Linked DNA regions of Mus musculus: all the other regions are linked to region 2. A link is a contact called in public HiChIP or PLAC-seq and promoter capture Hi-C data. All regions are on one chromosome and are shown on one strand. Each heading gives the region's core, a stretch centred on a gene start, on an enhancer-like site or on the middle of the called end of the contact. The rest is flanking DNA. Distances are from core to core; before and after follow the strand shown. Region 1 holds the start of Slc35f3 (solute carrier family 35, member F3). Region 2 holds the start of Map10 (microtubule-associated protein 10). Region 3 overlaps Disc1 (disrupted in schizophrenia 1).

The links. Promoter capture Hi-C pulls out the DNA fragments that hold promoters and counts their contacts. HiChIP or PLAC-seq counts read pairs in DNA pulled down with a chosen protein or histone mark.
Region 1: a contact with region 2 is called in a promoter capture Hi-C map of stem cell-derived epiblast-like cells, with 2.6 times the contacts expected there. The contact joins the promoter of Slc35f3 here to the promoter of Map10 in region 2. A contact is called at or near these places in 2 of 39 promoter capture datasets (liver and stem cell-derived epiblast-like cells).
Region 3: an H3K27ac HiChIP or PLAC-seq map of acute myeloid leukemia shows a contact between it and region 2, with 3 times the contacts expected there. The contact joins the enhancer-like site here to the promoter of Map10 in region 2. A contact is called at or near these places in 2 of 39 promoter capture datasets (hippocampal neurons and pre-B cells), 2 of 115 datasets of contacts at active chromatin or transcription factors (VIP interneurons and acute myeloid leukemia) and 2 of 9 other capture datasets (embryonic stem cells and liver).

The regions. Positions count from the first base shown.
Region 1 is chr8:126,137,764-126,140,463 of GRCm38.p6, forward strand. Slc35f3 (solute carrier family 35, member F3) reads left to right here and starts at 1,362. Exons shown (of 8, transcript NM_001363500.1): 1 at 1,362-1,412; 2 at 1,751-1,980. The coding sequence starts at 1,755.
Region 2 is chr8:125,668,565-125,671,264 of GRCm38.p6, forward strand. It overlaps Map10 (microtubule-associated protein 10), which reads left to right and starts at 1,254. Exons shown (of 1, transcript NM_028908.3): 1 at 1,254-2,700. The coding sequence starts at 1,306.
Region 3 is chr8:125,225,897-125,228,596 of GRCm38.p6, forward strand. All of the region lies in intron 10 of Disc1 (disrupted in schizophrenia 1), which reads left to right. Among named protein-coding and RNA genes, the nearest start is that of Gm30713, 160 kb to the right of the region's middle. Within about 2 kb of position 1,410, at least 74 of the 459 cell types and tissues checked have an H3K27ac peak or open chromatin away from gene starts, as enhancers often do. A contact at or near this core is called in VIP interneurons and acute myeloid leukemia, where this site is marked.

The sequences.
Region 1 (2,700 bases), core at 112-2,611, 470 kb after region 2:
CATTTTCTCCTTTTTAATCAGGCCAGGACCCAGCCCATGGAATGATGCTGCCCATATCTGAAAACTCCCTCATAGACATGCCCAAAGGTTTGTTTCCATGGTAATTCTAACATCAAATCGACAGACAATCAAGATTGACATCACAGTTATTAATTCCGAAGTTTTTTTGTTTTTTGTTTTGGTCAGCTCTGAGACTTTCCAGATCTGCTTGGCTGTCATCTAGGAAGACAACTTCATTTTTTCTTTCACTTCTTCCTATGTAGCAGCCATCGTCTTCCCTTTCTTGTGTAATTTAATTGTCTAGGACTGCCGGTAAGATGTTGTAGAGGCACAGCAAAGGTAGGAAGCCCTAGGTTGTCTCCCAGCAGGAAAACTGGAGTTTCTTACCTGTTTGCAGCAGGTTTCAGCAAGTTCAGCAAGTTGAGGAAGTGAGTTCTATTCTATTCCCAGTTCTCGGAGGAACAATATATCTTTTCCTAAAGTAATACATAAAGTAGCGCAGGCGGTTTGATCTCTTGGGGGAAATGTATCTCACACTCAGAAAAATGTTGGAATAGAATCTAGCTATAATTCATAGTAACCTTTCGGGACGTGATAAGGCTATTTTTCTTCTCTTATATATCTGCGTATTTTCTGACTTTGCGCTCAGTGCAGAAGAGCAGTATGGAGGGTGATTTGGAGGTCTAGAATGGCTTAGGAACAAGACACAAAAACTGATCGGAAGCTAGGTAGGACGACAGTCTCTGTAGAGGGCACTGAAGCAGTTAGTGCCCTTTTCCTTGAGCTGTGTGAGCTGAGGACTGGGCTTGATCCAGCAAATCAATTGCCACCTATTCTAAATAAGCCACTTAGTGTGCACTGTGAAATGCCAGGTTAGTTTGCTGTTTGCTTTCGTAGTAGCAGCGCTCTTTGGGGTGGCGCGCGCGCGTTTGTGTTTGGGGTGGGTGTTGGGGGGAAAGACCGAGAGACTCACGTGTCGAAACCAGAACGCCAGGACCGTGACAGGTCCCGCGCCCTAAGGTTGCAGAGCTTGCGGAGCCTGGCACACTCCGGGCTGCGAGGATCTGAACGCGCGTCCCCGCCAGGTCCACGCGCGCCGAGGCCGCCACAGCCTCGCGTCCCGGTGGCTCCGGAGCGCACTACCGGGCGCGCTCTCCGGAGCCTGGGCGTCCGTGACCGCGAGTACTAGGGCGCCGGCGGTGGCAGGCAAGGGGCGCGGCGCTGTTCTGCCACCGGCTCCGGGCAGCGGGCGCGGGCGACCTACGGGCGTCCAGACCTTTGTGGCGGCTGCCGGGAGCTCCGGCCGCGGCTCCCCTCGGCTCCAGCCTGGGCGCCCCGGGCCACTCGCTGCCGCCGCCCATGGGGATCCGAGAGTTTCCCGGCGGCGCTTCCAGGACCAAGAGCATTGCTGTGTGAGTAGAGCTGCAGGCGCGGGAGGGCAGCAGGCAGGTAGCCCCCGGGCATCCGCGACCCTGCCTAACCCGCACTGCTGCTCTCCTGGTGGGAGGGAGGGACAGAGGGACGGTCGTGTGTGGCGGAGCTTGGGAAGTTTCAGCAGCATCTCCGGGCCACTCGCCCTAGCTCACGTTGCCAGAGGCGCCCAGAGTAGGGCGCGGGACCCGACGCCGAGGTTCCTGGGAGCAGGGCACATGGCAAGCAACGCGAGGGGAGTAGCCGTGGGTCCTCACCAGTCCTCACTGACATCTCCTCCTCTCTGCCCTTGACTCATCCCGCCTTCCCGCGGCCTCAGTGGCATGAGGAGGTCACCGGACGTCAGCCCGCGGAGACTGTCCGACATCAGTCCTCAGCTCCGGCAGCTCAAGTACTTGGTGGTGGATGAGGCGATCAAGGAGGATCTGAAATGGTCTCGCTCTGTGGAGGATCTCACCAGTGGACCGGTGGGACTCACATCCATCGAGGAGCGGATCCTGCGCATCACAGGCTACTATGGCTACCAGCCCTGGGCGACCAGCTACAAAAGTAAGACCCCCCCTCCCCCGTAATTCCCTTGCCCACTAGTGGTCTCCCTGCCAGAGACACAGCTACCAGGGAAGCGCACAGGGATGGTTCACTGAACCCTCTCTTCTACATGCAGATAGGCAACTTTGATGAAGAGGCCTGGAGGCGTTTCTCAAGTCCTGAAAGCAGAGGTGGAGGTGGGAGGGAGAGAGGGGGAGGGGGCTTTGTGTTACATTTTCTCTGACACCTCCCTGACCTGTGTCCACTTCTGAGTGATTCTGAGGGTAAGCCTGTTGTGTCTATCAGTGAGAGCTGCTTCAGAGAACTGGTCTGTGTGGGTTTCTCATTGGATCCTGGTGCAGTTAGCTCAGGAGAACTCAGCCCTTGGGCCTGGAATTTAATTAATCTCTCAGGAGAAGTGATAAAGATTCATTGGATCTAGCTCCGTCTCTTTGGTTTAGGATTGTATGGGTCCTAAGCGAGAGGATTTTGTTCAGATCTTTCTAGGTATTTGAGTTTCCGGAAGATGAGTTCTTGGGGCCAGGTTGGGGTACCTCAGACTTCACCCTGAGCCTCAGCTGATGACCTTGGCTGCAATGGTGAGGCATGAAGAAACTACCTGTGCAGGCAGGACTGACTTGCTGACATCTATTTTGTTTTCTTTGGAAGGTAGAGATTTGCCAATACAAACTCAAGATATTGTTTGAGATATTACCAGGGTCCCGAGTTATGCCTCTGTAG
Region 2 (2,700 bases), core at 4-2,503:
CTGCATATGTGTTTTTCTACTCTATCCTTGTGACTGTGCTACCATCCTGACAGTGAGACAGTGACGTGTGTGTGTGTGTGTGTGTGTGTGTGTGTGTGTGTGTGTGTGTGAGAGAGAGAGAGAGAGAGAGAGAGAGAGAAGCACAAGGGTTGTGTCTGCCTCAGAATCACCCACAACATGAGACCAACACAACGTGTCTTTGTGAGCTCTGACTTAGATCAAATAAATAGGAAGGGAGACTCCTGATCTGCGTCTTATATGAGAGACCAGGGTTGGGAATCTTCGAGACACCCTGGAAGTTGTGGAGCTTCTGAACTTGGATCTGAGATGTAAAATCGTAAAATGGGCTGGTGCTAAATTCCTCTGTGCGTAGCTTGTGCACTACAGATCTCCAGTGGCAGACACTACTTTCACTCACCGCTCCTCCCAGACATATGTACCAATGCCATTTGCCTACTAACTGAACCAATCACTTCTTCCGCTCTCATGGCGGTGGTACTGGAGATTGTATGCAGTGAACAAGCACTCTTCCACTGAGCTGCACCTCCAGCCCTGACCCATCATTTTCAATACCTTAGGATAGTACATGATCCCTCTCCCCCGGCCCCTCATATTATATAGTAAAGACCCGAAGCTAGTGGGTTCCCATCCGTAGGGAATTCTGCATCAACTAACATAACAGAGTCTTTTTGAAGACACACCAGGGTGGTCAGATGTCAGGGTGGGAGGTGAGGGCTCTGGTGGGTGTTAGGGTGCACTGTCCCAATACACTGAGAGTTCCCCTACACCTGGGCGATGCAAGGTGGTCACGATGGAAGCTGAGGTCAAACCTCCTGAGGCTTCAAGAAGCCACAAGTCCGGTGAGGGCAGGATGGCCTACTAGTGGTCATTGTGTGAGAGGACAAAGAGAGGAAGGAGCCGGTGACAGAAGCTACAGCCTCTGACAGATGCACAGCAACCACAAAAAAGGTTGACTTGAGCAGTGGTCAGCAGGCTCTGAGGCCTAAATGGGCAGGGCGGCCCATTTACTTCCGGTACGTGATCCCTAAAGACGTAGGACCTGCGGTGATGAAATATAAAATAGAAATTATATTCATTTATATAAAATTTAGAGAGAGTGCTGCTTGAGCGCGTCTACTCCCTCAGCATCACGCAGCTGCTCCGACAAAACCCCATAGGCAAAAGAACTCCCAAGAGCACTCGGGGCCGGAAGTCAAGTCTCGCGAGGGCGCGGCCGGTCACGTGACCCTCGCTCCCGCTTCCGGTTGGCGGAGCGAGCTGGCGGCGTCGCCCGGGGCAACAGCAATGGCGACCACGGCGGCCGGGCGGCTCTTCTCGCTGGAGCTGCTCGTGGACTGGGTGCGGCTGGAGACCGGGCTGTCGCCGTGCGCCGCGAGCCCGGCTGTGGCGTTTCGCCTGCTGGACTTCCCGCCGCTGCTCGTCTTCCCGCCGGCCGCTCCTGGCCCGGAGCCCCAGCGCGGCGCCATCAGCTTCGGGCGCGGCAAGGCCTGCCTACTGCGCCTGCACCCTGCCGCCCTGCGGCGCCCGCGTCTGCGCGCAGCCCTGCTGCAACTGCCCGTGGGCCCGACTTCTGCGCCCGGCCTGGTGGGAGCTTGCGACATCCTGCTGGTCCCCTCCCTGGGCCAGCGAGGTGTATTCGCCCTGCGCGGGCCAGAGGCCGAGCGTGTTGGGGAGCTGGCGCTCTTCTATCGCCTGACCGAACTGGGACGCTTTTCCCCGGGGGTTCCGCAGCTGCGAGGCCCTCTGAGCCCTGCTTGTATCCTGGACTCCGAAGCCCTGGAGGTGTCAGAGCCAAGAACCGAGGAGACCTCGAAGCCATGCACCAAAGGCATCTCTGCCAGATGTCTACAGTGTGTCTCAAATGCACGCCTTCTGGAGGGCTCAGAGCCATGTGCCAAGGATACCAACAGCTGGTCTGCAGGGGACTCAGACGCCTCAGTTGTCCAGAAGTCCTGGGAAGAAGCGGTCTTACACAGTAAGGCTAGCTCTGGGGACATGGCTTCTGCCCCTTGTTCACCCGCTCCCAGTGGGAAAACTGTCAGTTCTGTCAGTCAGGATGTCACAGAACTGGACTTTGAAACCAACACATTTTGCCCTCCTCCACTGTATTACACTCACCTGACTCAGGAAAAGACTCCTTCAGCCAGGGTTGAAATCACTATTGAGCCTCAGAGAAATGAACCTGAGGATCTAGATGACATTTTTCCCGAAACAAAACTCGTAAGTCCTCCCTTAAGGCCAGTGAAACATACAAGAGCTGCAGTGCAGGAGAGCCCTCCTGTGCTTCCAAATCTTCCTCAGACTCAGGGTCCAGGAGAAGCGAACGAAGCTCCGTGTCCTCCTCAGATTGAACAAAGTCCAGTCAATGCTATAAGACAGCTGCCACTATTGAATGCTTTATTGATTGAGCTGTCCTTGCTGTGCAACCAGCCCGTGGCAAGCCCCACCCAGGTGCATCCCCATTTAGCCTGGTTGTACAGAGGTGAAGACAAGGGGCCAGACCCTTCCACCAAGTCCACATCCCCGTCGGAATCAAAGAGCAACAAGCTTTCTGTGCGAGAAAATGAAAAGTTGGTGAATCCCCAGTCTAAAAAGAACCCTAAAGGAAAACATCCAAAGATCGGTGGCAGCCCCCCACCAAAGGTTACAAAGGGGAGGCTGCTGTATGGCTTAACAAAT
Region 3 (2,700 bases), core at 160-2,659, 440 kb before region 2:
AAACACCTGGTGGACGTTCACACAGAAGCCTGGAGCCTGGTTCTCGTCTGAAACTCCTTTAGTCTGAACTCTTCTGACAGCCAGCAGACTGATGTCCAGACAGTCTAATCCCCAGAAAGATGATGCTGATCTCATGTCGGGGTGAATAGAGTGTCCCACATATCTTTTTTTTTTCCAAGACAGGGTTTCTCCGTGTAGCCCCGGCTGTCCTGGAACTCACTCTGTAGACCAGGCTGGCCTTGAACTCAGAAATCTGCCTGCCTCTGCCTCCCAAGTGCTGGGACTAAAGATGTGCACCACCACGCCCGGCAATGTCCCACATATCTCGTCTTCTCAACGGTTCTTATACTACTGGCTTTTTGGCTTTAACTCACTGACCCCCCCCCCAAAAAAAATATTAAGCACAGTCAGGTGATCCCCTTGCTGTTATTGATTTGGCTGCATTTGGCTGCATTTGGGAGGCCTCCCCACTGGACCTCACAATCCAATGTGGGGAGCAGCCTGCTTCTCAGGGGAAGGTAGAGAGATTGGATGACTTAGGAATCATCTTTCTGGTGTGGCTTGATGGATTCTGGGGGCCTTCTGTCTGCTAACATTAGAGAAGGATACACTTCAGGACTATCTCTACAGCATGGCTTGAAAGCCCTGAGAAGGCCTTGATAAGATCATCTTTGTCTCTGGTTGGAGAAGAGCAGAACTTGGGGCAGAACAGAGTGTGGTCTGGCACCGTGCTTTCTGGCACTGCATGTGTGTCACTTAACCATGCACAGAGGCTGAGAGGCCACCACGGGCAGGACAATGGGACGTGGCTCACCTGAAGAGCTTGAGATCTCATAGCTGAGATACAGAAAAAGCCCAGCGTCCTCTGATGGGGCCGAAAGCTTGAGGAGAGCCTGTGCGCCCTCCAGATTAGGAACTGTGTGCTCAGTGCCAATGGGAAACACACAGAGAGGCAAATATTTGCTTGAAGAGTGTCTTTCTGACACGCCAAGGTACGATTCTCCCCTGAAAAGCCAATCACTAGCTAACCCCAGTTCCGCATTAGAATCAGAGGAAAATGAACCCCCACAGCAAGAGACCCCTCGTTTGGTACATCCAGCGGAGATAATGTGACCAGCATGCAAGGCACAGAATACTGATAAGGCTGTGACAAGTCACGCTTAGACTCGGTGTCACATTCAGATGGTAGCTGAGAGATGAAAAGCAAACAGAAATTAATCCCCCTCCAGGAATCTCATACACATTCACTTAGCGCTAGCCTGCCGCTCAGCGGTCTGTCTCCCATTCTCCCCATTAATAACTATAATCAAATGTCCATGATCAGTTTCCACCAACCGGGTAATTGCTCTGGCTCCCCCATTCTCTGGGATGGGCAATGTGTTCACAAGATGGGGCAGTTGTGTAACCGTTCTGTCCATGCGAACTCCGGAAGTCAGCCGTGCCCTGCAGCTGTGAGTGTCAGCCCACTTGCTCTCTGTGGAGTGAAGGAAGGAAGTAATTTTATTGTGCTATTTTTAGACTTCAATTTAGATTTCAGCTGTTATGATACTCTGTGTGCCTGGATGGATAGAGATGTCTGCACACAATTCCTCGGTACAGTTCTGAGTTGGCCCTGGGCTCCAGCAGGTCCCAGATTTCTTCTCAGCCTGTGACCGCAGCAGTGCCCTGTCACAGTGACTTCCCCTCAGCTGAGACCTGTCGGGTCATAGGGTGATGGTGCCATCATGTACCCATAGTGCCTGGCAAACGGATGCTTCCTTTTACCTGAGGAGGCTCAATCTGTCCTCTCCTATACATGCCTAATGGGCACCCCACAATTCTCTGTAAGTAGACTCAGTTCATGGCTGTCTTGCAGTTTGAGACAGTTTTCTAGAGGCGGTGGATGAAAGCTCTGACAAGAGGGTTTCCTTTCTCACAAGCCAGAAGGATGAGGGCACTGGGCTGCCTTTGCCTCTGCCGTGGAAGATAGCTCTGAACCTCAGGAGAATTCCTAGGTCTCCAGCATTAGGAGTGAAGCTAGCCTGAAACACTAAGGGGTTCTTGGGTGTGTGCCAGACGTACCCGCCTGAGCCTGTTGGGTGTCAGGCACGTGTGTGTTGGCACCTGTGCCAATTCAGATCTCTGTGCCTGAGAACCAACCCTGTAGATATTGGAACACAGTGGCCATTAACCCACAACTTATTCATTACCGGCACAGTTTGTAGCACAAGCACCAACTGTGACATCATACACCACCACCTTGTACTATACAGGTCAGAAAAGCGGGATCCTAACGGGATTTCCCATGTGGCCTTATAGAGGGATCTGTGCCCATGGCCTCTTCTGCTTCTTCCTCTCCCTCCTCACCTCTCCTCTTCTCCCTCATCCACCTCCCCTTTCTCTTGCTTCTTCTCCCATCAAATCGCAGACTTCTTAAATAACCTGCCATGACCTGGATATCTATGCCCTGTCTCAATTAAAGTATTGATTCTTACTCCCCATTGGGGTGTGGCCTTCAGAAGTTATAACATTAGCATCTTTGCTCCTCCCACCATACAAGGACACAGCTAGATGTCGTCATCTACGGGACAGTGTACCCTCAGATTTTCTGATGCCTTGATCATATATACATTCAAACTTTAATATATGCATACATATATATCCAAAAACATCTAGATATTTCTGTTTTGTCCTTCTGAGCTGCTTAGAAAGCTCTCTCCC